Regions from separate parts of the Sus scrofa genome. Here regions 1 and 2 are each linked to region 3. A link is a contact called in public Hi-C and HiChIP or PLAC-seq data. All regions are on one chromosome and are shown on one strand. The core of a region is the stretch at or near the end of the contact, and the rest is flanking DNA. Distances in the headings are between cores, read along the strand shown.

Region 1 (2,763 bases), core at 242-2,741, 84 kb before region 3:
TTCAATCATTCTTTTAAAGAAGCAGAGAGGATGGGCTGGTCATCCACAGAGAAAGCTTATTCAACAAGACTTCCTATGGTCCTAGAAGCACCTGTGCATATTCCTACAGGCCTGTCAATCAAAGGACTCTTCTGAAACCCAGATTCCAACTGACTGTGGGGTGTATGTTCCCTCTGCGTGATGTGTATGTAGGAGGCAAAGCAGCGGAGTCTAGAAGGGTGATGGTTAGAAGAGAAAGAAGAGGAACCAGTCGGTACTCAGGCAATGCTGAACTAAAGGAGGTCCTTCAAGAACCCAGGCCGTGGCAGATACTCTCGCCACATCCACTCTTGCCCATCCCTTCACCCTATTTTGAATGCCAATGCAATACCCCAAGTGTAAGACTGTGAGAGAAAGGAGAGAATCACAGAGATACTGGCCCTGAGGCTTGATATTTCTGAGTGACTAAATGAATACCAACCAGGCCCCATCTCCAGAAAGAGGGAATTGTGAACAGAAAAATCTCTATTTGTCTTAAACATTGTCACAGTCAGTGTTGGATTATTTGCAGTCCTCCCTCCCCACCCCCACCCCCCCCAAAAAAATCCTGATTTATTTGATAGGGAAGGCAGATCAAATACACTACTTATTCTCAGAGAGCTTTGAGGGGAGAGGGCAGTTTTGAAAAATTCAAGTAAAATTTAATATCCTTCAGAAGGTAAAACCAATTTAGCGTATGCTAGGGCCTCATAATTTTGTTTTCAACTTTCATGTCTGCAACAACGTAATATCATTACTCCATCCCCTGGTTCATGACATTTATTTAGAGGAAGGACAAGACGTATATAGTTGTAACCATGGAATTGCTTTGTTGACTGTTTGTATATATGTTTATCTAAATCTCTAATCTTATTTTTCTGTATAAGCCAAAGGTATCGGCTAATGGGATTCTTGGCTTAGCCTCAGTCTTTTTATAATACTGGATCATTTTCAGAGACTTTTAAGAGAAATGTGACATCACAAATGGAAGGAGCAAAATAATCTTGCACGGTCACTAGCAAACTACATGACACTGTGGAAGTTACTTCAACTCCCTGAACCTCATAGGGCTCATCTATAAATCAAAGAGCTGAATTAGGTCATTCTTTCAGCTTGATGTCCTAAAAAGTTTGATTAGCAGCAGCCAAGTTGTCTACTCACAGCAATTTTATGATTCTTTTTCACCAACATGTAATATGTCATATTTCCAATACATCACCATGGACAAGAATTTAAATTTTAAAATGTATATTTGATAGGGTCAGAGTTCATAAAACTCAATGGCATTCTCTGACTCAAAGAGCCATTTCCTTCCTGGTTCATAAGTTTCTATGTTAGTGCTTTCAAAAGGTGATGTGAAGTCCTTGCATCTGGCTGGGTCCCACCCAAAAGGTGGGATATTCTGGAGCAGAATATCTGGAGGTGGCACCCGGAAATCTGTACACTCCCTAGCATCCTGTGACATTCTGACCACTGATTGGAAATAAGTGTCACTAAACGTATGAAAATGAGACTGAAGTAGATGAAAATTATATAAAGGGTGTGATAATTAAACAAAAAGCTCAGTCACAAATTCAGTTCTTTCCTAAAGGGGCTGACTTTAAGGTAATTTATAATGTTCTCAGAGAAAAGCTTAAACTTAACCCTCAAGGAGTATGATATGTTAACATAAACAGAATTCACAGAAATCAAAATGAAAAATCTTCCCCCAGGATTTTGACTCCGCTCATTTTGCTTCCTCTTGTTTTCCCTCCTCCAGTTACCATTTGTGTTTGTTTTTTAAATTTAATCCTTTGGGGGAAAAAAATCCTTGTTTTAATGCTCTGTTTCATCTGCCATCCAAGAAACAGCAAGCTTTTAGATCAACTGGTTGCAAGCGCTATATTTTTACAGTTTACTATGTCACCTTCCTGTACTTTCTGGCTTCTTTTCTATTCTACCATCCATCAGAAACCAAATAATTTGCATTTACTTTGCATCTCTATAGATGTCTTCATGGCAAGGCATGACAGTAATCGTTACATGATTGTCTAGTGGTAAACTGCTTCCCCAGGAGTTAAAAGTTTAAGAATTCCTATTCTGTGGGAATCCCTCTGTGGTGCAGTGGGTTAAGGTTCAGACCACAGTGGCTCAGGTTGCTGCAGAAGTGCAGGTTTGATCCCTAGCCCGGTGCAGATCAGCATGGCGGCAGCTGTGGTGTAGGTCTCAGCTGTGGCTCATATTCAATCCCTGGCTTGAGAACTTTCATACGCAGTTGGTGCAGCCATAAAATAACAATTTTTTAAATAAAAATTTAATTATTCCTATTCTAGTTTGTATATTTGGGTTGAGCATACCATGATATTGTCATATCTACATAAACAATTTATTTCTCAAGCTTATGTTATTCACCCTAAGATTAGTTTTACCATCATGTCTTTAATCAATTATGATTTAATAATTTTTATTACAAATCAGTAAAAATAACAGGTTCTCTAAAATATCACATCTAATTCAGGTATACTTTGATTATACTTCCTATGGCTGCTAAAAGTAGAAACTAGATCTGTAAGAGAACAACATTGTTTTCTAATGTTTCAGAGGCAATAGGCCATTTGAAAGGCAAGATAGATCAAAACAAACACAGAGAATCAAAAAAGGCTGAAGCCATTATAACTCCAACAACTTAACAGCAATATTAGTCACTGTTATTTCATCACAGTAATATGTTTGGCATTTCTAAAATGTTTCTCAATCAAAAAAAAT
Region 2 (2,781 bases), core at 141-2,640, 120 kb before region 3:
CTTGACTTGCCCAAATAACATCACATTTTCTTACAATGCATTTCCCTAAATTATTTATCGTGGTCCATGGTTCCCTTAATCACAAAGATAGCACATCCTAGTTCTGAGATATTCTCGTTCCCTATCACCTTTTTTTTTTTTTTTTTCCTCTCTCTCATTATGGCCACACCTGTGGCATATGGAAGTTCCCAGGCTGGGGGTCGAATTGGAGTTGCAGTTGCCACCCTACACTGCAGCTCCAGCCACTTGGGATCTGAGCTGCATCTGCAAGCTATGCCAAAGCTTTTGGCAATGGCAGATCCTTAACACATTGAGAGGTCAGGGATGGAACCCGTCTACTCACAGACACCATGTTGGGTTCTTAACCCTGCTGAGCCACAGAGGAAAATCCCCTATCACCTTTCCTATTACCTGTCACGGATCACAGTTATATATTCATAGCATTATTTCATGAACATATGACTACAAGCTTCATGCAGCATGGGGAGGGGCTCTTCTCTAGTGCCTGGCACATTATAGGTACCTAATAAAGATGTGACTAAGTGAATAAATGAATGAATGAGCAGTACAGTGTGTGTTCAGTTAAGGTCTGAAGTTGGGTACAACCCAAATTCTCACTATCCAGTTATGTGACCTTTGGCATGCTTTTTTCCCCTCTAAGATTTTGTTTCCTCGTGGGTAAAATGGAGATAATAACAGCAGTTTCCTCACATGGCTGTCATGAGTTTAAATGAGAATTGGCAGAAAATAAGCACTTACTATTACTGTTATCGGTATTGCTGTTGTTGTCCTAACACTCTCTGGCTTTGCCTTGGTCCCTGGAATGAAATTATTACCAACTCAAATCTCCACTTTTTCTTTCTTGGTCAGTGGGAGGGGAGAAATCCTTGCTCAGCTTCTGGACAGCCTAGTCTTGGTCACTGGTCACTGTTGGTTTCCTGTCACCTTGGCTGCCTGGCTGACTCCCAGTGGTGTCAGCTAATTTCACCCACCCCTCTCAGCCATTGGCGGGCTACAGTCTTGTTTTCCTACAAGTCTTTACAGATCCAGTTCTTTGATTTATCTAGTTGTATCTTTTGTGACAGTACCCAGTTCCTAGGATCAAGCATAGTTTCTCTGAAGGGACATAAATTCACACTCAAAAGTGGTTCCACATTCCTAACTTCCAAACACTGTCCCCAGACCAACCACGTACCTCCTGACTTTTAGGATGACTTCCTGCCCCAACTAGGACAGTGTCTGGCAAGAAAATGGATGACTACTGTCCCTCCGTCCCTTGGGACATTTTAGCTTTGGGGACAAACAAGTTTAGTCACCGACGCTGAGGAAGGCCTCATGCAAAGAGAAGGCTCACTTGCTCAGTCAGCCGGACCAGACCAGACCAGACAAGCCTGATTTGCCTGAAGGTCCTGGCTCCCGGACCCTCACTGTATTTATAAGTCTTAACAGTGTAACTATGAATTCCATTCCGGTGATGTTGCTTCTGGCTGGCACATGGCCATGGTTTTTCCCGTCGTTCACAAGCAGTTTTGAGGCCTGCTGATATGGGCATGGAAAGCACTGGGCTCTCTTTTATGTAACCATGTGCATGCATTCTCTTGCAAGGTTGTCTTGGATATGTTTTACATGTCCTAAATATTTTCTGAAAAGATGGCTACTTCCACTTAGGGAGGAAAAAGTGCCTTCTCTCCTCTTGCCTCCCAAGATACTGCTTTGCAGAACACTCTATAAAAATAAAGAACTTTTTACTGAGTTTGGGATTTAAACAAAGACAAAGAAAAAGCAGTTTCTAAGCAGAAAACTGCAACAAAGACTTTACTTCTGACCAAATAACTTAAGAATGTCTGAACAAAAACAGCCCAAACCTGGCTAGTGCCAGAATTTCTCAGATAAGTAAAGAGAGGGGAAAAACACAAATCCGACCCCAAAGCACCAAGAAATCTCTGAATGGCAAAAAGAAAAAAATTCAAGATTGAAAAGGTTGTTACATACTTAAGACAGGCATTGTAACTGTTTCCTTAAAAGAGCAATTATTCCTCAGAGTGCTTCCTAATTAATTTTTCTTTTAGAAGCAGTTGGGAAGACCCTAGAGGGGTCCCACCTGTTCCTCCAGGAGGCCTTCTGCAAACCTAGGCATCCCTCTGGATCCGTGCTCTCTTAGATGCTCCTTTATCCCACAATGCCTTGAGCATCATGTCAGAAAGCATTTCCCACTACAGGTCTAGTCTTTCCACCTAGACTGTAAGCAGCCAGGCGTAGAATATAGGCTTCTATTTGCATTACCTCCACAGCACCTGCCATGGTGCCTTGAACACAAGACATCAATACATAGGAATTGATTAACTCACTTAAAAATTTACAAGTGTTTTATTCAAACCCATAATGAATAAACACCTGAATAAGTATTTTATTCCATTACACCAGGAAAAAAAGAAGAATCTGGTAATCCAGAAGTTTTAAGTTATTTTGAGTATTTATTCAATTTGGGGGAAAACTATAGAATCATTGGGCTGCAAAGAAATATAGCCACTTGGTGTATACTTTCATATAATATTTTATCTTGTAAAATCACATATAGATATCAAAGGCAGGTAAATCTAGAAAACACATTAATTTGCTCTATTTTGGTATCCTAGAGAAACCTCTTAAATCAGAAAGTATTATATTTAGGATACAAATGTGAGTTATATCAGTAGTTGGCAAGTTTTCAAAATTTTTACTCTCAATGGGATAATATGAAAATTGAAACAGCTTTAAAAAATATTTTTAATGAAATTCAGT
Region 3 (2,758 bases), core at 255-2,754:
AGTTGGCCAGAGTTAGTGGGGGCTTTCCCCCCACCAAGCTGACAAGAGCCACTAGGTACTTTGTAAACACAAGATGGGGGGGGCGAGGGTAGAGCAAGAATTCAGGGATGGTCAAGCGAGAGACAGAAACAGACAGCAAAGGGAAATGAGAGAGGTGTTAATAGAGAGCTGGCCCCCCCCTCACCTAGTTGTTTCCGAAGATTCTTTATGGGGTTGTTTCTGCAGAGAAACACATTTCTACCATGATCTATGTAACCCACAGCATTTACTTTTCCTCAGGTTTTTTTTTTTTTTTTTAAAGTGCTGTTTCAGACGCTTTTTGAAGTCAATGCTCAAAACGTACAAAAATCAAGAGAGACTGTCTTTTGGCTTTTAATTTTTCCTCCCTTTCCCTTCGCTCCGGTGTTTTCTCCTCTTGGGGGGGGGGGTACTGTAGGATGTTGTCTTCTCCCCAAAGAGGGAGACGGCTTTTCAATTGTTAATGTCAGTAATTGGACTTTTGGACCATGCTTTTTTCTTCAGCTAATCCAATCACCGGTAAAAATCCTCATTCCCTCTAAGGTTTCCCAGCCTTAAATGAAAGCAGTCTGAAGTCACTAGCCACTGAGAAGAGAATCCTTCAACACATTTTTTTTTCCTTTCCCGCTTACGTTTCTATTCCTCACCCCCGGCTCGATTCTAATACAGTATCAAGAGAGACAAACTCTTCCGAGAGTAATTTACAAACGATGGTCAAACTTACAAACTTCCAGCAAATTGCACCGAGTCATGTCCAGCCACTTTTCTGTCCACTTTTGTACATTCCATCCCCGGCCAGTGGATCTGAGGGTCTGGACTCTCAATAAGCAATGTGGTTCTACCTCTTGGATTGCTCCGCTTTAGAGATGGAAAAGAAAGTAGCTGGTCTTTTCCTTTCTCTTTCCCGTCTGTTGTTCGCCGCTTGGCTGACACTGGCTCCGCTGCCCGGAGTCACGGCGATACACAGGCTTTCATTGTGCTCCGATAGGAGAGGGAGAGAAAGAGAGTGAGACAGAGGGAGAAAGAGAGAGCCAGCGAGCTGCAGAGGGGGGTGGGGGGGCGGAGGGCGGGGGGAGAGCTGGCCCGAGGCTCCCTGGTGGAAGGCGGGTGCCACTGCACGGGCGAGCCAGGCGGCCGGCGCCGGGGAAAGGGGAACGCAGAGGGCCTCCCAGCGGCTGAAGAGGTGAATCCCAAAGCCTGCGCATCTCCGCGGCGCGCGCAGCTCGGCCTCCGACTGGGCTCGGGGGTGGGGGAGGGGGGAAGGCTGGGGAAATTCCCCAGCCTCTACCCGACGACTTCACGAGCTCGAAACGTTGAAGAAATTCCCGCCCAGGGAATGTATTTTCCCATGCAGACCTCCGTTCTCCCCGCCCTTGCCCCCGAGGATGTCATTTTCATTTTTCAATATGTTGTCGATGACACCCCTGAGCACCTTAGCGAGAGTTGGGTGAGCACGGAGGAAACGCTCATTCGTGTCAGGGAGACACAGGGTGTGTGCGCGCGGGTCGGGGAGGGGGGGAGGGTGGGGGAGGGGAGAGGAACTCGCACCCTCAGCTCCTAAAGGGCAGGAGAGTGTCAGTCTACCTGCCCGCCTGTGGTGTGCGTCTCTGATAAGTCAATAGGGGATTACGAGCGAATCAGTAGCAATAAAAATAAAATACTCTACCATGGTGAAATTACCAATACCAGTTCTAGAAGGGGAAAAAAAAAGATTTCCTTGAAAATACAAGTTTGCCTACGACGAACCAAAAATGCAAGATCTGAGGTCTCCACAGCTGTCCGATTTACATCTATAATGAGGAAAATCATTCCGTTAGCAGTAGTTTCAAGAAGTTTAATAACACAAACCAAATCTCAGACACTGAATGTTGTCCCCTCTTCAGACAATCCTACCTTTAAGGTCTCCAAAAGTATACTGAATTCTGTTTGTTGTCAGTTACGGAGAATAAATTAAGATGAGCACACTGTTATTATAATCAGGACCATAAATGTTCTATGTATCCTAACTTGGAAGTCATTTCAATTTGAGGTCTCAAGCAATGGGGCTTTTTTAATCTAAACCAACTCTGCCATTTCAATAACACGGTCCTACTTCAAACTGAGTTGAAGAGAAATGAATGGGCAAAATCAAAGCAAACATTTTAAGACTGGATTTATCTATAGTTTAGTTCTCTTTAGGCTGGCCTACATTGGTCCATTTCATTTTCACAAATCCTGGAATGTTAGTTTGGAACCAGGAACAAGTGCATTCTGATGGCATATAACTTTGCTACTTTTCATTGGAACATATTTTATCTGTCTCTTCCAAGGCTAAGTTCCTCACCACTCAAGAAGAAAGGCAGAAATATATTGTTGTTGGGTATGCAAATTTGAATAGAGAATTCCCTCTATTAAAAAGAATTCCTCATTAAAAAGTGAATGAGTTTCGATCATATTACATTTTTTTAAAGGTGCATCCATTAGACATTACTTTCTTTCTACCACTCCTGACACTTTATATCCAGCAGTAATACTTGACAAAAGAGAAAAAATTAAATCTAAAACTTACCATTCACTGTACAGTCCTGCAATAGCATGGGTTTTGATTAATAACAGAGTCCTTAGTCAAATCTGCAACTCTTATATAAACTTTGATTTCTATGCTAGATAGGGACATACCTTAAGAACTTGGTCAAGCAAGAATTTGATAAATTTTCATTCTATATTCTAATGGTGTAGGACACTCCTCTACAATGTCTTT

What was found. A called contact is a pair of places that touch in the nucleus more often than the background predicts. HiChIP or PLAC-seq counts read pairs in DNA pulled down with a chosen protein or histone mark.
Region 1: a contact with region 3 is called in an H3K27ac HiChIP or PLAC-seq map of alveolar macrophages. The contact joins the enhancer-like site here to the promoter of MAML2 in region 3. A contact is called at or near these places in 1 of 5 promoter capture datasets (liver), 9 of 47 Hi-C or Micro-C datasets (adipocytes, alveolar macrophages, embryonic fibroblasts and 6 more) and 2 of 2 datasets of contacts at active chromatin or transcription factors (alveolar macrophages and skeletal muscle).
Region 2: a contact with region 3 is called in a Hi-C map of subcutaneous adipose tissue, with 2.7 times the contacts expected there. The contact joins the enhancer-like site here to the promoter of MAML2 in region 3. A contact is called at or near these places in 6 of 47 Hi-C or Micro-C datasets (embryonic fibroblasts, mesenteric adipose tissue, retroperitoneal adipose tissue and 2 more) and 2 of 2 datasets of contacts at active chromatin or transcription factors (alveolar macrophages and skeletal muscle).

The regions. Positions count from the first base shown.
Region 1 is chr9:28,287,655-28,290,417 of Sscrofa11.1, forward strand. All of the region lies in intron 1 of MAML2 (mastermind-like protein 2), which reads right to left. Among named protein-coding and RNA genes, the nearest start is that of MAML2, 84 kb to the right of the region's middle. Within about 2 kb of position 1,492, at least 22 of the 83 cell types and tissues checked have an H3K27ac peak or open chromatin away from gene starts, as enhancers often do. A contact at or near this core is called in alveolar macrophages, mesenteric adipose tissue, skeletal muscle and 1 more, where this site is marked.
Region 2 is chr9:28,256,046-28,258,826 of Sscrofa11.1, forward strand. The region is part of intron 1 of MAML2 (mastermind-like protein 2); the gene reads right to left. Among named protein-coding and RNA genes, the nearest start is that of MAML2, 120 kb to the right of the region's middle. Within about 2 kb of position 1,391, at least 38 of the 83 cell types and tissues checked have an H3K27ac peak or open chromatin away from gene starts, as enhancers often do. A contact at or near this core is called in retroperitoneal adipose tissue and subcutaneous adipose tissue, where this site is marked.
Region 3 is chr9:28,371,478-28,374,235 of Sscrofa11.1, forward strand. It overlaps MAML2 (mastermind-like protein 2), which reads right to left and starts at 1,505. Exons shown (of 4, transcript XM_021102335.1): 1 at 1-1,505.